Regions from separate parts of the Monodelphis domestica genome. Here region 1 is linked to region 2. Evidence: chromatin contacts called from public Hi-C data. All regions are on one chromosome and are shown on one strand. The core of a region is the stretch at or near the end of the contact, and the rest is flanking DNA. Distances in the headings are between cores, read along the strand shown.

The links. A called contact is a pair of places that touch in the nucleus more often than the background predicts.
Region 1: a contact with region 2 is called in a Hi-C map of limb, with 4 times the contacts expected there. The contact joins two enhancer-like sites. A contact is called at or near these places in 2 of 2 Hi-C or Micro-C datasets (limb and spleen and liver).

What each region holds. Positions count from the first base shown.
Region 1 is chr2:430,981,418-430,988,215 of mMonDom1.pri, forward strand. All of the region lies in intron 3 of AKAP12 (A-kinase anchoring protein 12), which reads left to right. Among named protein-coding and RNA genes, the nearest start is that of ZBTB2, 60 kb to the right of the region's middle. Within about 2 kb of position 2,009, at least 1 of the 2 cell types and tissues checked has open chromatin away from gene starts, as enhancers often do. A contact at or near this core is called in limb, where this site is marked.
Region 2 is chr2:430,535,493-430,541,957 of mMonDom1.pri, forward strand. All of the region lies in intron 7 of MTHFD1L (methylenetetrahydrofolate dehydrogenase (NADP+ dependent) 1 like), which reads left to right. Among named protein-coding and RNA genes, the nearest start is that of MTHFD1L, 39 kb to the left of the region's middle. Within about 2 kb of position 2,874, at least 1 of the 2 cell types and tissues checked has open chromatin away from gene starts, as enhancers often do. A contact at or near this core is called in limb, where this site is marked.

The DNA of each region.
Region 1 (6,798 bases), core at 759-3,258, 450 kb after region 2:
GGAATATATTCACCTCTACTTCAGAATCTCTCACTTCCTTCAAGGTTAATTTTGCTCATGGACCACCTTTAATGCACTCTTCACCCCCCCCCCCCCCCAATTACTAACACCCTCCTTCTCTACCTTAAAATTATTTTGTTACTTTACAGTCCCTGGAGGACAGGGTCTATTTTTGTTCTTTCTTAGTGTTCTCCATACCTTCCCCTTGTAAGGTCAAAAACTGTTTATTTATCTTCATATAACCACTCCTGCTGCTGCTGCTGCTGCTATTGCTGCTATAACCACTATTATTACTGCACTAAGATGGTAGACTTGTATGTAAAGAGAAAAAGCCTGAGCCTAAAGTTTATGTATAAATAGCTCTGACCAAATGTGGCAACTGATTAATTACATCGGAGTAAAGGGAAGTGAGGAGTCAAGGATGACTTTGAAGTTTAGAACTGAGAAGCCTGGAAAGACAATTGATAATATGTTGGAGGCAGCAGCAGCCAATCTTGGGTCTCTCCATTCCCTTTGGGTCAAAAGGAGGAGGAGTGCTCTCTTCTGCTACCCTGACTTTGTAATATTCACAGGCACACAGCATCACCAATAATAAATAGTGCTTTTCATGTATGATAAACATCCACCTCTATACAACCTGAGTCGGGTCCTAATGCTATACTAAGAGACAAGGCTCCTCAGAAGGACTAAAGTTAAACATAGATGAAAATTTCAAGTTTGAGGGTTCACATTCTATAATACATAGAGAGTATGCAGGTCATGAAATGAATCTCTTAGAATAGCATTTGATTTGGAAAGGATTAACTAAGGCAAAAGTCACTCTACAATCCATTGGTGTTTGAGTACTAGAATTAAATGTGTTGAGGAAGAAATCAGGAACATTTTTGCTGTTTTCTAGGTGATTTTTCAAAATTTCTCAAAATTTCATTAGAATATATAGTTCGTGGGTTTTTTCACAAAAGCCAAAAAGTAAAGGTTGAGCTAGAAAGATTTCTATGTTGTTAAATAAGTTTGAGAATTTATGGATCATCAAATGTTTCTGCATAAATAGTTCTCATTCCTTTTTCTTCAGATTTGGGCTGCGGTGTTTGTTCCCTAAAAATCTTCCCCAAATCAGATCCTGTTAGATGTTAGTGTTTTCTTTCCAAGTTACCTTCAACATCTTTTTTTTCCTCTCAGTAAAATGTAAGCTCTTTAAAGAGAGACATTGTCTTTGTATACACAATGCCATATCCAAAAAAAGGATCTTAAACACTTTAACAGGGTAAAAGGACTAATTGTCATGATCTAATTTATAAAGACCTAAAAACAAGAATTCTTAACCTTTTTTTTCCTTTTTTTTGGTTCTTGGATCCTTTTTGGGGGCGTGGTAAAGCTTCTGGATGGACCTCTCAGTGTTTCTAAGTGCATAAAATAAAATACATGAATAGGAAATAAGGAAACTAGCTATAATTTGTAATTGAATAACTACAGTTGTTCAGACATTTTAAATAAACAATTTCATGGATTCCAGGTAAAGACTCCCTGCCTTAAAGCATGTAGTATGAGGATATCAGTTTATGGAATGTCATTGAAAAACTAATATGTTTTCATTTATGTCCAGATTGAAAACACACTAATTAACAAAAACAAACATTTAGTTGTCTATTATTATTATTATTCCCCTTCCAGAATCTATTTAGGATATGATTTGTTCCACAAGAGCCTTTTAGAAATTTTATTTTTAAATACTTAACATGGCTTCTTTTTTGTTTGTCTGCAAATATTAGTTTGGGGAAATCTAAATTGTAGCAGGTTCCAGCTTTTAATACATTGGTAATAGGCCTGGCTCATTAAAGGATCATTAAGCAGAAGAATATGACATGGAACAAAATCCAGACATGATGGGAATGATGACTACTTTCCTTTGAGGTTTAAAAAATGGAGTTTTTTTTAATGGTCAGTGGGTTTTGGAACATGGGGAGTTGGGTGTGTAGGACATAACTGATGTATTTAGAATGTAGAGAATTCTTGGAAAAATTCCAGAGCTATGTTACAAATCTTTGGGGAAAAGTCAACCAGCTCCAGATGTCGACATGGTTGACTGCAAGCCCATGAAGTGCTTTAGATTTAACTGTTACAGTGCAAGCTATTACAGTTCATCCCCAACCATCAGAAAGTTAGTTTAGCCTCTGCTTATCAAAAGGAAAGGTCAGATCAAGGAAATGGATTTTAATCTTCTCAAATAATGGAAGTGTCAATAGTCTGCCATTTTTTCATGTAAAAACACACTTTACACCTCCCATTCCCTTTAATTTATAACCATTTGTACTGGAATAAAATTAGAGTATTACAATTCTGACTAGTAGGTCTGCCTCATGTGGAATCCCTTTTTTTTTTTCTGAAAGATTTTTTAAAAACATTTTCAAAATAAGTTAAAAATTCTGCTATCATCCCTTTGTTTTTGAAGGAGTGATATGGAAAAAGCACTTAAAACAATAGCTTAGTAATACTGTGAATATTCACCAGGTATTTACATAAGACTTTTTTGTGAAGATTTTTCTTTGGATTTCACTGTGAAATGTGAAGGAAATTTCACTAAGAATCTTCTGAAAGATGATTGAATTCCCACTGAGAGTTTAGAATAGGCCAATGCCTGGTATCCTTATTCTTCACGATCATCTTTAGGGCTTCTAGGCAGATGTGAAAGATTATTTTAGACTTTTGGATTAATAATTGGAAAACAGAGAGTGAACAAGATCAGGAAATATTAATATTCTTTCCACAGATTTTTTAAAACCTAGAAATAAAAAAAAGATTGTGGCCCAATTCCTTTATTTTGTAGATGGGGAAACTGAGGGCTAGTGAGTAACAACTCAAAGCCATAAAATCCTAGATTTATAACTGAACGTGATCTTAACAATCATTCTAGAATGTCAGAACCTGGACTTGAATCCTGGGCACCTAACTCTGAAACCACTCCTTTTTTTGAATTTCAATACTGCTTTAAAAATGGTTGAATAACTATTTGTGCTTGTGTATGGGGGTGTGGGTATGTAGAATAGTGGCATTAGGCCTTCCTTTGCCAGCTTTCATTCTTTCAAAAGAAATAATAGAAAAATAATTGGGTTATTTTGAAAGGCACATTTAATTTAGCTTAATATATATACATGTATAACATAATTATTTTGATATTCGAGTTTTTGTTTGTAAAGACAAGCAATAGAATGGATGGAGTTCACTTCTAGCCTCTGGCTATCTAGGTGACACTCAGTTTCCTCTTCTCTAAAATGGGGATTATTAATAACACCCACTTCCCAGAGTTGTCCTAGCATCTGATGTCTCATAAGTCATTTAAGTTAGTATGGAATGAACTTTAAGATTCCATAAACAAAGAAATGTGAGTCCAGTATTTTATCACCTTTGAAAAAATGTTATTACATGGAGCTAGATCCGACAGCAAATGGGAACCTGGGAAAATGGAAGATCTAAAATCACTAACCAGAAATCTGCATTCCTAGGAAAAGAAGAAATTTGGGAAAGAGCCTGTCTTACCCTCAGAAAATGGAGATTTGAAGGAGAGGCTATTTCCCTTTCTGTTCTCCGTGATTTGTCTAGATAAAGATAAGGGGAGGTGTATGAGAGAGCTGGGCTGACACTAAATGACAAACTTGTTTCCTCTTAAATGTTGCTGCTTCAATTGAGTCCTTGTTATTGATTGGTATATACTTTCCAGGAAAGCCTAAGGTTGTGTGGGGATAGTTTAGTCGGTGTGAAGGCAGTGCTGAGAGGTAATGCCCCAGGGAAGAGAGATAAAATAAGGATTCCCACCTACTCTTTGGGCTTAGTGTCTGAAGATGTTGTCCTCAGCCAACTAAATAAGCAAAGGCTATTTTACCTACATTCTAATCTACTTTTTATGTGCTCTAAGGTATTCCTTTTAAAAAACAAACCCCCAAATCTTACCCTCTGCCTTGGAATCCATACCCTTTATTGGTTCTAAGACAGAAGAGCAGTAAGGGCAAGGTAACTGGGGTTAAGTGACTTGCTCAGGGTCACACAGCTAGAATTTGAACCCTGGATCTTTTATCTCTAGGCTTGTCTCTCAATCCACTTAGCAAGTAGCTGTGCCACCCCACCCCTTTATTGAAGAGGAAATTTAAAGAGAAATATTATTTGCAAAAAAGAAAATAAGAAATTGTTAGGTATTTTAAGCCAGTTCACTATCACTGAGCTTTTCTTGGTGGAATGTGGATTTATGCTTGATAAAGTACATATGTTGGGAGTATTCATTTTGGAAGGAAGGGTAGCAGTTGTCCTAGAAATTAATGATTTAATAAATAAATAATAAGGCTTGTGTGGATTAACTGGCCTTGGACCTGGGGAGGCAGTGAAAGATTTGTTTTTAACACTATGTGACCATGGACAAGACTCTTAACCTTCCCAGTGCTCTAGGCAACTTTCTAAGACCAGAAGTTGCAGTAGGGCTTTGCTAGCAATGAAATCACAGGTTTAGTTTCTAAACATAACAGAAAAATTAAAGAAAGGTGTGAAAAATAGGAACAAAGCCAATGCCTGTAAGTACACTGTGATCCTGATTTTGTTGGCCTTCTTGGCCTTCAAATGATTGGTTTCTAGATGCATTTGAATAGTCAAGAACTGATTATACTCCCTGAAGATTTTGGAGGTGGGGGTGGGAGAAGGAAGTTAGGGGTAGCTGGAGGGAGCAAGTGGAATGCTGGACCTGGAGTCAAGAAGACTAGTTTTTCTTGAGTTCAAATATGACCTCAGACCCTTTTAAAGTCTCTTAACTGTTTCCTCATCTACAAAATGAGCTGGAAAAGGAAATGGTAAGCCACTCCAGGCTCTCCACAGAGAATCCTCCAAATGAGGACAGGAAGAGTTAGACATAAACATAAAGTTAGAGTTGGACTAAACAACAATAAAATACATAGTGAGGTGAATCCTCTTGCTTCCCTCACCAATCATCAAATATCATTTTAAAAACAAATTCTTTACAGTTTTCTTTCTACTCATTCCCTCAAGTACTTGATCCTATCTTATTACTGGAGAATACAGTTTTGATGTTGAAATGAACTGAGGAACTTTCAAATCATTGAAATTGAATATAGGAGTAGGTTTTTAATTTTCTGGCCCTGGAATCAGGAACATTCATCTTCCTGAATTCAAATCTGGTGGCCTCAGACAATATTTTGTAGTTGTGTGATCCTGGACAAGTCCCTTAACGTTGTTTGCCTCAGTTTCCTCATCTGTAAAGTGAGCTGGAGGAGGAAACCACTCCAGTATCATTGCCAAGAAAATCCCCAAATGGGGTCAAAAATTGAAATGTCTGGTCAGTAGGTCATCAGAGTGGTTTTATGCAGATATATTTTTCTTCTCTTGCCCTTATTTATTTACTAGTTATCTATCAGCTTTATTTCCTGCATTTATGATTTAATCTACTCCTATGTGTTTGAAGTTTCATCTTAAAGTAGATATTTCCACATCCAGCTCCAATCCTTTAGACATGATAAACTCAACATGGCCAAAATGGAACAATTTAGCATGCATTTATGAAGTAGACTTGCTCCACCCTCTCTCTTTCTCCCTCCCTTTCTCTCCTCTCTTCAACCCCCTACCGAATTCTTTTATTCCTTCATTTTGTTAGTGGTATTTTGCCCAGGAATTTGTGTATGTTGTATCCATAATGCTGCCCTTTCCCAAGAATTTCAGCTCTTTGACAATAGGAACATTTTGTTGGTTATCTCTGAGTATCTATGACATCTCCCTTGAATATATATTCTTCCCTGGTTATATTGGGGTTCTCTTTATCATAGTTTCAGTTTATGGTGGGTTTTCTAAAAAAAAATTATAATTCTTTATGGCGGCGTTACACTTATCGTGGCATACTATTGACTGATGGAATGAAAGGCAACCAACCACAGCACTATATCCTGGGCTCTGATTGGCTTATTGACTGTAGGTTAATAAGAATGTGGAAAAGGTTTATAGGAGAGTGGGAAGGGTTTATAAAGCCATAAAATATATATAAATAATAAAATAAATATAACACTGCTACTTCGCAGATTTTCACCTATCCCAGGGGTTTCTGGAACGTGATTCAGTATATGAAATTTTGCTTTTTATAGGCAATTTTGAAGGAACACAATTAAAATTAAGATATATAGATCTGTTATAGTTGTAGAATTGTGTTTAATTCTGATTTAGAGATCAAAATAGCTTGACACTGCCATCTGCTGTTTTAAAATATTCATTGTTAGATTTTCATCCACTAAATGTGTATTTACTATGCACTGAAGTTGAAGATACAAATCACATTATTTTAAACTCTTTAAAATTTTTAGCATTTTACAACTCAAATGTGGAATTGACTATTGTATCCTTAATATAAATGATTTATAATACGTAATAAATGATATTCTTAAATCACAATGGCTACTTTATTATGTTATTAAAACATAATTTGTAACTCATAATTTTGACATCTCATTTAAAAATTTTTTCATTAATATTTTTTTAAACCCTTACTTTCTATCTTTAGAATTAATCCTGCCAAGGCAAAAGAGTAGTCAGGGATAGCTAGACAGTTGGGTTTAAATGACTTGTCTAGTTAACTCAGCTAGGAATTTTCTGATTTCATATTTGAAATTGGACCTATACTTCTCCAATTTTTATCTATTCTTGTTACTTATTCAGATTTTCAGGAGTAAAATTGGTTCCAAAGTGGCATGATTTTATAACTCATTTATTTGAAGATAATAAAACTGTGGAGAGGAAGATTAACTTTCAGATTTTGCA
Region 2 (6,465 bases), core at 1,624-4,123:
GTGTATTTTCATCTTTAGGTCTCTTTGAGGTGGTTATTGGGGGATTCTTTCCATTTCTGTTTTAGCCTCTGATTCTAGAATTTCTGGGCAATTTTCCTTGATGATTCCTTGGAGTATGGGAATCTAAACTTTTTTTTAAAAACCCTTACCTTCCATCTTAGAATCAATGCTCTGTATTGTTTCTAAGGCAGAAGAGCAATAAGGGCTAGGGAATGGGGGTGAATTGACTTGCCCAGGGTCACACAGATAGGAAATATCTGAGACCAGATTTGAACCTAGGACCTCTTTACTCTCAGCCTGACTCTCAATCCAATGAGCCACCTAGCTGCCCCCTAAACTCTTTTTTGATAATAACTTTCTAAGACTCCAGTTATTCTTACAATATTTCTCCTTGAACTATTCTCTAGATCACTTTTTGTGATAAGATTTTTCATATTCTCTCCTATCATTTCATTCTTATGATTTTGCTTTATTATTTCTTGTTGTCTTAGGAAATCGTTGCAAGTTCCTGGATTTATTTTTCAATTTGGGTGATCTTTCCTAATTTTCTTGGTTTTCTTGCATTGCTCTTATTTTTTTCCCTTAATTTTTCCTCAGTTTTTTTCCTTTGGTTTTTAAGATCTTTTTAAAGCTCTTTCAAAAGTTCCTTTTGAGCTTGTGGCCATTTGTTGTATTGCTTTGTTATTTTTAAAGTAGCTATTTTTGCTTCACTGTCCTCCAAGTTTGAGCCTGGACTTCTTTCCCTATAATAGCTATCAATAGTTGGGTTCTTTCTCTCTTGTTTGCTCATTTTTATTTATTTATTTTTAAAATCTGTATTGGATAAGCCAGCTTTTTACTGGGAGTCCCAGGGTTTCTAGTATGTTGAACTATATTAACTCATGTTTCAGATTTTTTGTGTGGGTTTGTTTTCCTCAGACCTATTTAGTTATTCCTGTTTTTAGAGTCCAGAGACAGGTGTATTCCCAGGCCCCTGTCGAAACCCTAGTTGATGATTGATTGCAGTGCTCCAACCAGAGCCCATGGCAGTTCTGCCATTGCAACTACAAGCAAACAGTTCACCTTCCCCTGTGGCAACAGCAGGAACTCCATTCTCCTGGGAGTGACCACAGTTAATGGGGACCCAGTCCCTTAGCAACCACACTTTTTGGTGCAGCCTTTTTCTTTACTCCTCCTGTCCTTCTGCTGCATCCTAGACTAGAGCAGGTGTACAGGCTGTGTTCCTCAGATCTCCAAAGGCCCTCCAGGGCCTTTGTTCCTGCCTGTTGGGGTTGGCACCCATAGACTCTGTGGTGTTCCCTCCCTCAATTTCCAGCTGAAGGCAGCAAGGGTCTTGGGACCTGAGGGTGCAGCAGACATGGCTGCTCCCAGGGCCCTCCACCTAAGAGTTCCAGTGGCATCCTCCAAACTCGAACTGAGGGTGAGGCAGGGAAGGGGGTTGGAGAGGGAGAGAAGGAGAGACTCAGCAAACAAGGTGAGGTTACCAATCTTGCTCCCAGGGTCTAACTTGTTCATTCCATTCTTTTTGTTCTGTTCCTTCCCCCAGGGTTTAGGATGGTGGGATTGAAGCCAGGAAAGTCAGAAACCTTTCTCCCTAATTATCCCTGGCTGTTCAGCTTCTCTCTTGGCACCTCTCTGTTTTTGCTGCTTTTAGCTTTGATTCTGTGGAGTTATTTTTGATTGTTTGTGGGTGGGTATTAGGAGGGTGAGGAAGCTTCAAACCCTACTCTGCCTTCTTCCCATCATCCCTCCCCTACAATCTTAAGCCTTCATTGAATTGAGAAATAGATGGACTTTTGGAAGAAGTTTGCCTAGAACTTACCACTCTTCTCTCTTAGAATTGACATTTAGGATCTATTCTATGATAGCAGGTAAGGTTTTGTTTTGTTTTGTTTTTTTAATCCCTTCCTTTCCATCTTAGAATCAATATGATGTATTGGTTTCAAGGCAGAAGAGAAATAAGGGCTAGTCAGTGAGGTTAAATGACTTGCCCAAAGAAGTAAGGGTTTAAAATAAAATACATAAGGGTTGTATCTTAAGGATCTCTTCACAGAAATGAAATTCTAGATCAGTTAATGGTTGGACTTGTCCAACGGTTCTTAACCATTTTGTGGCATAGATTTCTTTGCCTAAAGTGAAGCCACTGATAGACCTGTTCTCAGAAGAGTGCTTTTAAATGCATAAAATAAAATACATAGAATTATATATTTTAGTTCTATATTTCAATTTTGCTGAAATAATTATAAAATATACTTAAATTATATTGAGTTATAAAATATTTTTAAAATCAAATGATATAGAGTAATATGAAATCTTTTGAAGCATTAAATAACAAGACTACAATATCAACAGTCTGATAATTGCAGTCATCTCAAAATAGTTATAAGCACATATTATTTCAAACCGTAAATTTGAAAATGATAGAAAATTTTCTATCATTGACAAGGTCATGAGGTCCATTAATACTACTGTGGTTTTTTGTCTACCTTTCTAATCGAAGAAGTTATTTTTCAATTAGAAGTTAGTGAAAATAAATGCCATTTTCCCCCATCCTCCCAACTCCAAAGGACTTTTAAGATCTATCCATAGATTTCTTGGGGATATCTGGGCCCCAGTCTAAAAACCCTTGAACTAGATGACCCCGAAGGTTACAGCTTGGAGAGCCGTGAAGATGCCAATTTGCAGGATAGGCTGATGTAGTCATAAAAGCTTTCTGATTTTTGAACTTGAAGACTTTAGCCACTTTCCCAGAGATGACCACAAGGTGGCAGCCAATTCATGAAAATGCAAATACAATCCACCATCATTTAGAGCTAAGTATTTTGGGTTCAGAAGCTCAGTGAAAAAGGAAAACAAAATATGCCTTGAACTGACCAGCTGTGGTGAGAAAAGAAAATACCTCTACTGGCAACTGAATGTTTTCACAGCTGCCAGATGCTTTTGCTGTCTGATTTTTATTTTTGAAACAATATGGCATTTTAAAGTCCTTTTTACTTGGTACATGAATCCCATTCCCCTGATCTTTTATTTTTAATTGAATCTTAATAGTGAAAAAGGGCATTGTCACTTTTTTTTTAAGTCTCCTAATGTCTGAATTTTTCAAAATAAACAATGTTGAGATTTTTACATAGGAAGCATGTGAATCTGGATATATGTTACACATGTTCTTGTTCAGAGCCAGTATAGAAACATTTGAGTATCCCTGGATCTTCCCTTTAGGGTGTCATGAATCCTATATATGCAAGCCACTACCCCTCATTACTTCCTACAGCAATGTCTTTTACTTTGTACTGCCAAAAAATAGTATGAGGTTCTACACATTTGTCTTCAAAATTTCACTTTGGCTCTGGGATATGGTATGGTTTGATTTCCTCTCCTTGGCCTCCGTACTTGTACAGGCTAATCTCTTGCCAGAATCCAAAAACACAAGCCTTTTTTAGCTGTGACTTAAGCAGATCCTGATTATGCCATACATAGGCTCCAGGGTCTCTTTTTGCTTTGCCTTTCTTGGCACTTGATTTTGGACACCATTTCCCTCATATTTCTGCCAGAATGATAAAACTTACATTAATGCAGGTTTACAAAATGCTTTCTCTGTAAGTGTTCTTATTTCCCATTTTTATGGATGAGGAAAATCAAGGCCTAGAGAGGACTGATTCCCTAGTGGAGCTCAAACTGGTTAGAGTGCCAGGCCTGGACTTGGAAGGACCAAAGTTCAAATTTGTCCCCAGACATTTCCTAAATATGTGACCTTGAATCACTTAACCCCCATTGCCTAACCCTTGTGCTTTTCCATCTCAGACTAGATGCTACCCCAGAAGGGAAAGAAGGTTTTTTTTTTAAAAAGTGGTTATTTATAACTGGCACCATTCTAGGCACAACTGTGAAACATTTAGTCAGGATTTCATGTGGCTTAAATTTAGGGGAGGGGACAAAAGAGAAATGAGTCATGATTCACACCCAAATATTCTTTTTTTTAAAGGATTAGTTCTCCCAGTGCCTCACCCTGTAGTAAAAATACTTAATAAATGCTTGCCCCACCCCATTTCCTAAAATATACCCAATTAAGGTAAGTCCAGCAAATTGACTGCCCAAAACTGATAAGTCTAACTGATAACTCATGCCCTGGGAATTTCTGTTAAATTTCATGTATTTGTAAGAGCTTGTACTTTATTGTTATGTACCCGACCCTCTCTATTGAGTGGGCCAAGAATAATAAATAGCTTTTCAGGTTTGCAAAGTGCTTTACATAAAGGACCCGTAAGTTAATGACTATTACAGGCTGGGAGAGAGTGACTACCCCACTAGGAAGCAAGGCTGGGAGAATTAAAGAGACTTACCCAGGGTCCTTCGGCCGGTAAATATCAGAAAAGCTCGAGCCTTCCTACCGCCTTCCTCTGATACACCAACCACAGGTGTGAAACCTGCTAGTCCTCGGTGGAAAGTATTTCACCAGCTAAATAAAAATATAGCACGACGTAGATAACGTTAACGTGTGCTTTTCTGGATCACCGCGGGGCCCTGTCTAGTGTTTGGTGGCCCTGCTTTGTTACCGCCACAATGCGAGCCGCGTCCTTACTCTCCGGATAAATCTAGCCATTACTCCCTATTCTCATTGAATAAGCAGGGTCCGAAGGGCCCAAGTAAACGACGTTTACTTTTTAGGATTCTTTTTTTTTTTAACCTGTAGCTTGAGGGAGGGAGCCGGCCAGCTCCTGTGTGGTCCTGTATTGGGGAACGTGAGCCAAATGGGAAACTTCATCTTTAATCCATCCCCGTGTTTATTCTCCCCCCTTTGTGAGCCCCGTGTACCGGGAGCTCACCATTTAAAGCCTTTTCCTTTTTCTTTTTAAATAGAGATCCCCGTGGAGTCGGATCTGTAGTCATGGTGGCTTGCGTAGTTAAGAGTTCAGGGTTGAGGAATAGCCTCTGCTATTATGGAGAATTAAGAACAAACGTGAGACCGGGGCACTGACCTAGGATCTTCCTAATGCGTTCTGCCAGTAATTTCAAGAGTCGGGGAGGGCAGGCATTCACCATATACTTCCTAGAGTGGGGGGGGGGGGGGGGCGGCGGCAATCACCTTATACTTCCCAGAGTGAGGGAGGGGGAGTCCCGGGCCGCCTGCCAATTTAGCCTTATGCAGAAGAGCTCTGATTGGGAGGTTCTGAAGCCAAAGCCCCAGCCTTGACCTAAGGCTGGCGGTCTGGGGAATCTCTTACACACATCCCTTCCTGTTCTCTAGAACCCTTGTAATCTCTACGAGAATGACTGGGTGGGCCCCCAAACTAAACCTTGTTTGGGGTCCCAGAGGCTTTGCTAGAAGCCCCCCAAGAAATGGATCGATCCCAGGTCCCAATACTGTTTGACTAGCCCATGCACATTTATTGCTTGAAAAGCGACCCAGCGCCAAGCCTGGAGATAGCTGGGGAAGGGGATGTGAGCAGGCACACACCCATTCTCCTGTGGGATGAGTTTAAAGCCGGGATCTGAAGCGCAGCTGGAAGGGCCTATTTTAAAGGCTTTCCAGCTGTGACAAATCAGGTAAATCCCAACTGTGTGTAGAAGAAATAGGCCAGAAAACAGAGGCCTGTTTGTTTTATTCTGCTTCAATGGATTTTGTCTCTCGTTTTTCCCAAACCACAAGCCCCTCAGAAAAGGCTGATTTTACCGGGAAGGTCTATCAGCATGAAGTAAAAATAAATCAGGGCCTTCACCTACAGTCAACAAGAGGGGATCTCAAGACCAAATTCTTATTGTGATGCGGTTAGGAAAAGGCTCTAAAGGAGACTTGGGAGAGTTCTCTGAGTGATTGTAGCTGTCAGCAATGTGGCATTCCTTTCCCGCTAACTTTAGATATTCCAGTGAGCCATAGGGAGATTTTATTGATCCAAAGAGTGCTTTTCCAGAGATGGGAGGTCCTGGGTTCAGATGGGACCTTGTACACTTCCTAGCTATGTCACCCTGCACAAATCACTTCACCCCCATTGCCTAGTCCTCACTGCTCTTCCTTGGAACCAATACACAGTATTAATTCTAAGACAGAAGGGAAGGGTTTTTTAAAAATGCTTTTAAAGTTAACAGTAGATTTGGTCTAATAGACATTTCCATTTGTTAAATTTCCACAACCAGGTATCCCTTCCACATGCCAGCTGTCCCCCTTGCAGGTTTGATATATCCTGGGTTGGCAAAAGGAATTAAACAGGAATTTTTAAATTTTGCAGAAGCTGCAGACAACACATGAAGGCCCACAGAAAAAGCTGAGAAACTCAGAAATGCATCCAATTATAAAATATTGGATTATATCAAAATGTTATCTTTTTTGTACCATAAATATACACAATTTCTTTTTTAAGTTAAAATATATAAAAAGCTAAACATTTGCCCTTGAGTTATAGAAGGGGTAATATCTACACTTAACCCAAATTTTACAGTAAGGTACTATAAACACACCCCAAAAGAAAA